Linked DNA regions of Anser cygnoides: region 2 is linked to region 1. The links are chromatin contacts, called in public Hi-C maps. All regions are on one chromosome and are shown on one strand. The core of a region is the stretch at or near the end of the contact, and the rest is flanking DNA. Distances in the headings are between cores, read along the strand shown. Region 1 holds the start of UBE3D (ubiquitin protein ligase E3D). Region 2 holds the start of TPBG (trophoblast glycoprotein).

Region 1 (5,891 bases), core at 2,267-4,766:
TGTCTTTCTTTTGGAAGCATGGGAGCGCTGGAATGGAAGGTGTTGGGCAAACTGACAGCTCCATTCTTCTAACCTTATCTCAGTCAATATTTTTTAGTGGTAACATTCAAGGGGTTCAGAGGTCCCCTGCAAGGAGAAACAGTTTACATGCAATGCATTAACATGCCTTGATTTTTCCATTCTCGAAAATTCCAGTTGTGTCACGTATTAGGATACAGAACCACAATACGTAAATTCCATGTATATGAATTTGGTGTGTTGATAGTCAGGAAATCGCCCACTCAGAGATGGAAATATACAAGGTACAAGATCTTTTGAAAGCAAATGTTACTGAGTATAAATCAGAAGTTTCTTTACCCTATAAATGTATCAAGGAGAGTTACTGCTAGACTTTCTGATGAGACATTTCATAAGAGAAAGCCAGGAAACCCTCATTCATTTGTGTTCACGCCAACCATAAATCCATATGTATGACAGGAAAGTAACAGAAGTTTACAGATTTACATTTGTATTACCATTTTGAGTATTAGGAGTGACACAGATCATAAAAGGCTGTCTCTAGCAATTTGTACATATCCAGCTGCAGCTGTCAAAATCGTTCATCACAAGAGCCAGAAAATGCAGAAGCTTTTTATTAAAATTCTCATTCACTCTGCAGACTTTGTAAGGAACAGAGATAAGGCCAAGTCATACAGCTAAGAAACAGGTCCTGTACTCCCCAAATTCAGGGATCCCTGAACTTAACAGATAGGAGGGAGCTGCTGACAACAACCCCATTCTGACCAGCCACTTTATAACTACAGCACACTGACTGAAGAGAATCTATAAGAGAATGAACAAAACTGACAAAAAAAACTGAAAGGACAGAGGAAGAAGTCTAGTTTCAAATTTTCAGTTTTACTCCCTTCAACATTGCAGAGATGCCAGCTATTAAGACTATGAGTATTTTTAAATGAATGAAAACTAACAATGTGTGTTCAACATTTAAACTGCAATGTTTCCAGCGCAAAATGTTTCTTTATAACAAATGTTACTTCGTACAAATGTAACCTTTTTTTTTTTTTTTAATGCATAGGGAAGTCCATCCACAAAAGAAAATGTCTCACTTGAGGCAGGGCAGACAACCACCAAGAAAAGAATTGAGATTTCCCACCTGTCAGGGCCAATGCTCTTAGTAAGCTATTTCTACCTTCCAGCCAGAATGAAACGAAGTAAATTAATAAATGGTGAAAAACTGTTTCAGGTAATTTTGATTTTAGTTATCTGTAGCAGTACTTCAGAAGTGTTCTCATCTATCAATTTCAAAATAACTATCTTTCATCTCTCTAAGTACACCAAATAACATGAATACCAATCGGCATAGCATCTATTGCTATAAATACAAGACACTGCAGTACTTACCGTTCTTCTACTATGACATCACCACAGGACTGGCAGTAAAAGATGCAATTCTTCTGGGGTTTCAGGCTTTCCCTCAAATTATAAACAAGTTCTACAAACAGGAGAGGATGCATTAATCTTCAAGGTTGTGTAAAATTTTCAGTCATACATAAAAATCCTTCTGAACACCTCAAACTTAAACAAGACGAGAATCTAAATAAGCAGGATGTTGACATCCTAAACACAACCTTATTCTTTTAACCTATAGAAGTAATGAGATTCAGGAAGAACTTGCCACCTCTATCTCATGAACCATATTATTGAATAGGGGCAGCAATATGTGAATAATTATTTTAATGGTGCATACCCTCTCAACTGGAGGAGCTGAGATACAGGTATCATTGCTGAGATTGTATAAGTTAAAATTAAATCCTACTCTTTAGTAATTAGAGTTCTGCTAGCAAGCATCTCTGTAACATGATAGTACATCCCAATATATAACAAAAAAAATATGTGGGGGGTTAAGAAAAAAAAAAGGGCAGTAGTCTTAGATTTTCAGCCAGGTAAGATACAGAGCCACTGTTGTACTACCCAATGAACAGCGAGCGAGCAATACCCTCTGCAGGCCAGCAGACAGAAAACAGTTTCACAGAAGACATCTCAGACAGCTTTTCCAAATTAAAAAATATATATACATATAAAAGCCTCCAGAGAAAATCAAATAACATTAGGTGGAAGAAAAAAAAAACAAAGTATAAGCCTAGCTCCACGTATAAGCAGGCTTTGCATTGCCCACTTTGTGAAATCAAAGACTAGAAGTACGTTCTCAGCATCGGTGCTCAGTATTTAAGAAGCAGGTTGCAACCATAAGTGAAAGGTACTTAAAAACATCCCATAAATTCATAAGAGACAGCCAGTTCTGCATACTAATTTAAAATTTTAAAGGCTAACCAAGGTTAGTCTTTATAATTAAGTGGTCAGCAACAACTGTTGCACTATAACTTGGATGAATTGCATTACTGCATTTTTAGCTTAAACATGAAATAGAATATGGGGAAATTTTTGAAGTAGTGGAGGAAGGAGGGGAAAAAATTTGAAGCAGTGGGGGGAAAAAAATGAAGTGATGTGGGAAAGGGGAGGGAACTGAACACAGCTCTCAAACTCCTGCAGAGTTATTCAGCAACAGTTTCCCTTTCATCAAGCCACTTGATGTGGTTTTTCTTTTTAAAACTAATAGTTGCTGTACGCTATTAAAAACTGCACCAAGAGCTGCCGTTTAAGTTGGAAACTGAACCCCAAAAGGAGCCTTATAGAAAAAGCAGGTGCACACACCTACGGCGTGCCTCAAACTCCGGCTAGCGCCTTGTCCCCCCCAGAGCCTGACAGACAGCAGCGCTCCAGACCTCCCCGAGCCCCAGCTCCGAATGGCTGCTGCCCCCCAGGCCCCCCAAACCCCAGCATCCCCCAGAAGAAGCCTCCATCCCCATCCCCATCCCCGCCCGCAGCCTTACCCGCGCCGCCCGGCGCCGCCCGCAGCCGCAGCCGGAGGTGCAGGCACTCGCCGGGAAGGTGCCGCAGGCCGCGGCAGGAGCCCGGGGCCAGGCTGACCCCTGGCGGCAGCTCCAGCGCCCCGCAGGCCCCGGCGCTCCGCAGCTCCAGCCGGGCCGGCGCCAGGCTGATGTCCGCCGGCAGGCTCCGCAGGCTGGCCTCGCTGCGGAGGGAAAGCACGGGAGTTACGGCGCGGGGGGGGGGGGGGGGGGGGATTTCCCGGCGGAGGGAGCGTAAAGAACCAGGAGAAATAAATAAAGCACGGTGCTCAGGAAGCGTTTATTTGCGCGGCGGCTCAGGCTCGCCCCAGGTGCACAAGATGGGGTCCGTCAGCTCTTTCCCCACCGCCCAGCCCAGCCACCCCAGCGCCGCCCCCGGCTCCTGCCCCGCCGGGGAGCCCCAGCCCCGGTGCGGGGCCGGGAGGCAGCGCCCCGCACTACCGGACGAGCAGCATGGCGCTCTGCGTCCCCCGCCGGATCTCCAGCAGGAACGGCCCCGCCATGCCGCGGCCGCCCATAAATCCTGCAGGAAGCGGCCGCTCGTCCGCCGGCTGCAGGCCCGCGGCCGCCCGACACAGCGCCGCCTGCAGCCGGGAGCCCGAGCCGCCTGCCCCCGGGTGGCTGCCGGCGGGAATCACGGCATGGCCGAGGTGTGAAGGGACCTCTGAAGATCATCCAGTCCAACCCCCTGCCGAGCAGGATCACCTAGAGCACGTTGCGCAGGACGGCATCCAGGCGGGGTTTGGGTATCTCCAGAGAAGGAGACTCCACAACCTCTCTGGGCAGCCTGTCCCAGTGCTGTCACCCTCACAGTACAGAAGTGCCCCCTCATGTTCAGCCAGAACCTGCTGTGCTTCAGTTTGTGCCCGCTGCCTCTCGTCCTGTCGCTGGGCACAACTGAAAAGAGACTGGCTCCATCTTGTCGACACCCTCCCCTCAGATATTTATACACATTGGTGAGGTCTCCCCTCAGCCTTCTCTTTTCCAGGCTAAACAGGCCCAGCTCTCTCTAACACACTAGTGTTTTAGTTATTGCGGAGCAGTGTTTGCATGGTCCCATGGCATTCTTCTCAATTCCTCACTCTGCCCCCCCCCCCCCCCCCCCCCCCCAGTGAACAGTGGTTGGGGTGAGGAAGAGGTTTTAGGGGCACAGGAAGGACAGCTGACTGAAACTGAGCAGAGATACTCCATAACACATACTGCCAGGCTCAGCAATAAGAACTGGGAGCACAGTAAGCAGCCTGGTTGGGCATCACTGGTCGTTTTATGGGACGTAGGGAGTGATTGTCTTTGCATCACCTTTTCTTCTTTCCTTCACTTATCAAACTGTTGTTATATTGACCCACAACTGTTCCTGCTTTTGCTCTTCTGATTCTCTCTCTGGGAGTGAGCCAGAAGCTGGAAGGGGTTCTTGGGTCACTGGCTGGGGTCAACCTCTGTCTGAGCAGAGGCTCTGTTGAGCCAGGGGCAGGCTCTCCAGCAGCCCTGTGGTGTGTCACGGCACCACCACCTGCCCTGTGAACTACCACCTCCCCCATCCCTTTCCCGCAAGATCTGCCCAAGTTCCTCCCTGTCCACATTCACCCAGCTTCTGAATGCTGTCCCGCTGCACTCAGAGCAAATGGACCCTCAGCACGGGCATCTCCTGTTCTGGGGTGAGGCTTCCCGCTGCCTCACAGCAGCTCCTTTATCAAGCGGCCGTACATCCATCTGAACACCCGTCTGAGCACTGTCACCATTGCATACTTCATCATGCACACTGCCCTCACAGCGTATGAGACCGCTGACAGTCTGTACTTGAGGACGCCAAGGAAAGAAGACCTTTGCTTTATGGGGGGGGAAGAGTCTTTTACAATGTCGTTAACTTTCTATGGAAAGTCCTAAAGCTTTTTGTGATTGCACTTATTTGAAAACATGGTCTGCAACACTTCATGCAGAAAGGCAGGCTTGCACTTGTTAATTTTGTAGCAATTTATTATCTAAGACATGATTACTTTGAAGTAATCCTAGTCCTTGGAGTTGGCAAAACCGAGCAGATTTCTTAGGAGAGCCTCAAGGAAGTAGACAGTGTAAGTTTAGATTTTGTGGGAAAAATAGGGCAGACAACCGTCAGCTAAACTGTCTCAGCCAAGCATTTTTAATAATACACAACTTTCATCAAGTATTCTAAGATGCACACTATACTCTCTCTGTGTTCTTACTATACTTTCTGGTTGTTCTGGGTGTGGTGTTTCTTGTTTGTTTGTTGTTTTTTTTTGTTTTTTTTTTGTTTTTTTTTTGTTTTTTTTTAGAAAGAAAATATTTTATTCCATATGGCAGCTTTCATTTCCAACTGCATCACAAACCAATGCACATATTGCTGGTTTAATTGTTCTGAGCAAGCAGGTCGCATGTCAGACACCACTAAAATTCACCTCATGACAAGAGAATCAGCTCCTAGTAAAAAGGACTCCTATTAAGAGACTTCAGATCTGACAGAGGCTTACACGAGACTGCAAAGCTATAAATAATCTCAAGTATTTCTTGCAGGGTGTGAGCTTCATATATTCAAAATTGTCTGCCCTAGGTTTCTCACTGTTTCTGCAGTGAAATAATTATATAGAAATGAACATTAATGTCCTACAGAGTGGGCGCACCTAGCCCGGTATTTTGACTCCAGTGTCGGCAAAAAGGAGATACTATTTAGGAAGAGCTCCTTAATTTAGCTATTGTATTAAGGGTGCTGGAAGGCACATCCCTGCCTATTTCCTTCTTGACGTCGATATGAATAATGCCGACTTTGTAAATCTTGATGAAATCTTTCCCCAGCCTTCTTTTCTGAGCCGTTCCAGCCTTTGTCATTGCCCCTGTGGGGCAGTGGCTCCCTCCCTCCTGTGCCGTCCCTAACTACCATACAGCTTCTCAATCTGCGAAGACAAGAACTGACACAGGAATCAATCTGAGCAGTGGCTATATAGACGCCAA
Region 2 (5,891 bases), core at 1,559-4,058, 250 kb before region 1:
GCTAGAATCTTTTTTTTTTCTGATAGCACCAGGAAAATTTAACATACGCTTTCACTATATTAAAAATCGACACTGTTTGTATTAGACTGACTTGTGGTTTCTTCAACACAAAAATGGACAGTATGTAAGAAAATACAAACATGGTTTTATCTTGTATAGTGATTTATGACTGAATGATTTCCACAGAGGAGCATAGATAATCGTAGGATTTATCTGCATTTATCATATAGACAGGGAAAACCAGAGTAGGTCAGCAGATCATTAGGGCAGGGTGTTTTTGTGACTGGAACTAAGTGCTAATTAAAAAATAACGCAAAGACTGAATTCTGTATTATTTCCATTTATATAAAAATCAATAACTACCATATAAATCTACCATATAAATTTAAGTGTACCTAAAAGGAAGACAAACAGAACATAAATGTTTATGTGTGTAGCATGTGAGTATGGAATAAAGCATTCACAAAAGAATTCAAGGTAGCAGTTGGTTGCTCAAGTATTTTTATGGCACCATTTTAAGTATTCTGATGATGTTTCTTCAAATGAAGCTGAGTCCCAAGGGAAACAGAAGGTGTCCTTTGGAGGACCTGCTGGATCTCTCCATGTGAGGAAGCAGATGGAACTTGCAGCTTGTTCTTCCTTTTTTATGGGAAGATATTTTGGTGAAAGAAAAGAATTCTGGTCCCTGTGCTATTGCTCATTTGGTGTATAAACTTTAGCACACCACAAACACCCTTCCAAGGCCACTTCCTATGAGTATCTTCAGGCACTGTTGAGGCAATGTGGAAACATTTCACAGAAGAGGCATAAATTTTCCTATCAGTTATTGCCAGTTCTCTCTACAACTCTCTGCACTCCTTTATGCAGGCATCACATCTTCAGGCTGGGGGAGCTGAAATGCTGGAGTACTGATTCTTTCTGTTAACAGAAGCTTCTCAGCCAACCCAGAGGAATAACAGACACAGGAACAATTTGCTTATGGTAAACTGTCTTCCAGTTTGAGTCTAGTCCAGACTGTGTCTTTTCAAATACTGTGTTTTAACTCAGGACAAAGTTTTGCATAAGCTTTATTCAAAAAAAAACAAGGAGATGAGATTCTATGGGCTGTGCAATGCAAATTCCCAAATCAATCAATTATAATATCCAAAACTGATCTAAAAATACATTTTTTTAATTATATTTTTTTCCTACTTCTCTTTCCTAGCACAGATAGCAAACACATCCAGGAAATCTACTCAATAAAACTGTACTTACCAGAAAGCAGTTTCCTTCTTGGAGTGCACATCGGAGAAAAGCTGTTTTATGTAAACGGGAAGAGAACAGAGCAGATTAACAAGTGTTTTTCTTCTTGCAAACATAAGCAGGGTTAGCAGATGCAGTTCAGCACTGGCTAATAGGAAAATCCTTGTTATTTATTATTTGCATTTCTGCAGCACTGACAAACATGGAACAAGGAGTTCCCTGCATGAAGAGCTAAGACTCTATACAGGGCAAGAGACGCAGCTGCATCTAGACGCTCATGAAGTGTCAGGAGAACAATTTTGGTCAGCACAGTATGATCTGTATTTTTGTTCTTTGCATTATTACATTAAAATTGACATTGTATCTGAACATTTTATCAAAAAAAAAAAAAAACAACAACAGTTATGGGTACATTCAGTTTTTCTATGCGTGACCTCAGAGTTGTTAATATTTTTAGTTAACTATTTTAAAGGCTATCTTCTTTTAGGAGACTCCTGGAAACTTCTTACTGGTCACTGAATTCCACTGTTGTCTAACAGGCCAACTTTATTTTTTTCCTTTAACTCTTCCAAGGAACTCTAATAGATTAGAGAAACGTGTCTTTCTCTTACAAAACGCAGGCTCTCTCTACCTATCCACTTCTCTAAGCTTTTTACTACAAGAGCCATTTGGATCTGGAACTCACATTCCCTTTAACAAACTAAAAACTCCTGCGGTGTAGTGCCACTGCTTTTCTAACCACACATCCAGGCAGCAACCTCCCAAACTTCTGGGACTGCTCGTGACTCCGAGACCCCATGTTGCATCTCTGTCACTTCTGCTGTTCCCTATTTCATTTTCCCTGTGACCTTCTCATCCAACACACCCCAGTCTGGTGGGACCCCCATGCCACCAGGGAAGAGCGGCCCCACAGACGGGGGGCTTTAACTGGTTGTTCCACAGATCCTGGGGATCCTGCTGGAGGAAGTCTGAAAGAAGACAAAAAAAACAAAGAATGGAGACGCCATGCAGGGAATCTAGCTGGCCAGGAAAGCAGAAGGAAGATAACTCTGACGTACAGGGGGAAAAAAAAAAAAAAAAGTGTTTCGCATGCGGGTGGGTATTGAGGCTTTTGCCTTACCACAGTAAAACTTTTATCTCAGTGTCAATCTGCCCATTTGCAGCTCCGGTTTATTCATTTGTTTTAGGGCCTCGAAAGGTCCCGCCAGCTTTATCTCCGTTTAGTTTTGCAGCTTGTTTGGGACATTTTGGTGGTGCTGCCCTTTTTTATTTCACTTTTCTCCCCACAAACGGTCTCCCCGGCAGGCATCGCCCCTTCCCCGCAGGAACCCCAACCCCTGCCCCTCGACGGCACGGGGCCGCGGGCCCCCCGGGCTCCCTCCTCCCGGCCGCGGCTTTGTGGCGAGGCTCGGGCGGCTCCTCCCCGCTGCCGAGGCGGGTACCGGGCTGCGGGTACCGGGCTGCGGGTACCGGGCTCCGGGTACCCTCCCGGGCACCTCCCGACTTCGCCGGGCCACGCCGCTTGTGGAGGCTCCGCTCGGCGGCCAGGTAAACCTCCGGCCGCACCACCACAGCCGGGGGGACCGCGGGGAGCGGGGCTCCGGGCGGGCCCCTCCGTGCCGGGGGGCCCCCGGGTCGGGCCGCCCCGCGGAGGGAGCGGGGCAGGGGAGCGGTGCCGGCGGGCTGGGGCTGGGCGAGCGGCGGTGCCGCCCGTGTGGGGCGGGCGCGGTGCCGGCTCCCCCCGGCCGGGGCGGCGGTTGGTTTCTCCTGGCAGCGGAGGCAGGGCCAGGCGCGGCGAGGGTGGGCGCGGAGTTGGCGGCGGGGCCGGGGGAGGCGGCGGCGGAGTTGGCTCCGGACGCGGCGGCAGGAGGTGAGGGACGGGGCTCCGGCACCGGGAGTCGGCGCGAACCGCGAGCGGGGAGCCCCGGGGCGGGCAGGTCGGGTACGGGGAGCCCCGGGACGGGGAGCCCCAAGACGGGCAGAGCCAAGACGGGGAGCCCCGGGGCGGGCAGCCCGGGGACGGGGAGCCCCAGGACGGGCAGCCGGGTCTCGTCCTGCGCTCCGCCGTGAGCCGTGAGCGGGCAGAGCCGCGGGGCCGGGGCCGGGGCCGGGGCCGGCCACGTGTCGGGGGCGGCGGGCGAGGCACAGGGCGGCGGGGGGCGTGCGGCTCCGCGCTGCCCTCTCGCTTTCCTTCTCCCGCCGCAGGTCCGCGGAGCGGAGCCGGCTTCGCCTCGCCTCTCCTCGCCGGCCGGAGCCGAATGCGCCCGGAGGGGAAGGTCCCGTCGCGGGCCGGGCCGCCGCCGCCCGCCGGTGCCGGAGCCGGAGCGATGTCGGGGCGCGAAGCCGAGCGCGGCGGGGCGCTGTGCCTGGGGCTGCTGCTGCACGTCCTGCTGGGCTGCGGCTCGGCGCAGCAGCCCGGCGGCTGCCCGGCCGGCTGCGAGTGCTCGGAGGCGGCCAAGACGGTGAAGTGCGTGAACGGCAACCTGACGGAGGTGCCGCCCGACCTGCCGCCCTACGTGCGCAACCTCTTCATCACCGGCAACCCGCTGCGCCGCCTGCCCGCCGGCGCCTTCGCCGCCCAGCGCCTGGCCGAGCTGGGCGCCCTCAACCTCAGCGGCAACCACCTGCGGGTCGTGGAGGCCGGCGCCCTCTCGGCCCTGCCCGCCCTGCGGCAGCTGGACCTCAGCGGCAACCCGCTGGCGTCCCTCAGCCCGCAGGCCTTCGGCGAGGGCGGCAGCCCGCTGGAGGAGCTGGCCCTCCGCGGGGCTCTGCGCGACCAGGGCGCGCTGCTGGGGCTGGCCGCCCTGCTGCAGGCCGGGGCCCTGCGCAACCTCAGCCGCCTGGAGCTGGCCGACAACGGGCTGCTGCTGCTGCCCGCCGGCATGTTCGGCGCGCTGCCCGCCCTGCGGCACCTGGACCTCAGCAACAACTCGCTGGTGGGGCTGCGGAACGTCTCCTTCCAGGGGCTGGGCCAGCTGCAGAGCCTCAACCTCAGCGACAACTCGCTGGGCGTGCTGAGGAACGGCACCCTGGCCCAGTGGCGCGGGCTGCCCGCCCTGCGGCGCATCGGCTTCGGCCGCAACGCCTGGGTCTGCGACTGCGCCATCGAGGACCTGGTGGCCTGGCTCAAGGAGAGCGACCAGGTAGAGGGCAAGGAGGCCCTGACCTGCGCCCACCCCGAGAAGATGCAGGGCAAAGCCCTGCTGAAGATCAACGCCTCTGACCTGAACTGTTCCGTGCCCGTAGACCTGCCTTCCCAGCTACAGACTTCCTACGTCTTCTTAGGGATAGTCTTGGCTCTCATCGGGGCCATCTTTCTCCTGGTTTTGTACTTGAACCGAAAAGGAATCAAAAAGTGGATGCACAACATCCGAGACGCCTGTAGGGATCACATGGAGGGATATCACTACAGATACGAGATCAATGCCGACCCCAGGTTAACAAACCTCAGCTCCAACTCGGATGTCTGACAGAGCGCCGCGGAAGCGGGGCAGCACACAGTAGCTATGCATGAAACGTAGACTGATGCTTTACCCTTGTGCTTGCTTCCCTCTCCCCAGAGAAATCTCAGACGTGCTTGCAACATGAGGGGGATATGCCTCCATGTGGTGTTCATTACCCTTCTCTCTTCGTTCTGAGATGCTGGGCAGCTGCGCATGGTGTTGGGCTGTATGTAAGAAACAAGCTGCTACTTCTCTTCCTCCTTACCTGTTTTCGTTGGTACTCATGGGAAGCTTTTTCCAAGATCTCAAAAGAAAAAAAGGATTTTCTCTGTGACGCTCCAAAGCCACCAGAGTTTATATTATATATACATATATATATACATACACACACACATACCATTCAACAAAAGCTGCCTCAACTTTTTGGGAAAAAAGATTACGATCTTCTGTGCCAGTTTTGGTCTTGTATATCTGAATTGTGATGACAATGATTCCATTTCATAGACTTACACTGAATCTCAGAAAAACAAAGAAACTCCTTTTAACAAGTCCTCTGTAACAACGAAGGAAATCAAATAGTGAGCATGCACAAATACTTTGTAGTTTTACATGTTAGGAAATTTACAATCTCAGTAAGTCTCTTAGTATTTTATACTAAGTTATTTTTGATTGCAGTTTACCTGAAAAGACGTTTTTTTTTCTATATAAGCTGCATCTAAACTCCGTCTGAACCATTAAATTCAATAAACAGTCTTACAAGAACTTGTGTTGAAGTTTGCTGTTTAATGAGAAATGTATGGACATCTAAGAATGTTAATAACTTTAGAGTCTCTGGAGTAATAGCCTTATGGTAGTAATCTGAATAAAATTTTGTATGAACATGTAACTTAGAGACATAAATATTTATGACAATTTTGTGAAATAGGCTTTAAGAATTACACTGATCAACGACGAGAGTAGTTCCACTTGGCACAAAAGCCCCAGTCTGCTCTCCCTAAACAACTGCAAAACGTCGAGACAGATGCTAGTGTCTATCTAGCTGGGAAGGTACGAGCTAATAGAATTTACATAAGCTCTTCTCTACCAAATTTAAAAACATTCAAATTAAATTGCAGAGTTTGCAAGCTAAAGAAAATTGTACCGGAATGGAGTTGTTTGTTATAAAAGATATGCTTGCAGGTCCTGAACTAAATTAAATGCAGCTCA

The links. A called contact is a pair of places that touch in the nucleus more often than the background predicts.
Region 2: a contact with region 1 is called in a Hi-C map of liver, with 3 times the contacts expected there. The contact joins the promoter of TPBG here to the promoter of UBE3D in region 1. A contact is called at or near these places in 3 of 7 Hi-C or Micro-C datasets (granulosa cells and liver).

Annotation. Positions count from the first base shown.
Region 1 is chr3:85,619,085-85,624,975 of Taihu_goose_T2T_genome, reverse strand. UBE3D (ubiquitin protein ligase E3D) reads right to left here and starts at 3,516. Exons shown (of 11, transcript XR_010830488.1): 1 at 3,369-3,516; 2 at 2,892-3,091; 3 at 1,402-1,492.
Region 2 is chr3:85,867,092-85,872,982 of Taihu_goose_T2T_genome, reverse strand. It overlaps TPBG (trophoblast glycoprotein), which reads left to right and starts at 2,808. Exons shown (of 2, transcript XM_013180058.3): 1 at 2,808-3,112; 2 at 3,448-5,891. The coding sequence starts at 3,501. The coding sequence ends at 4,712.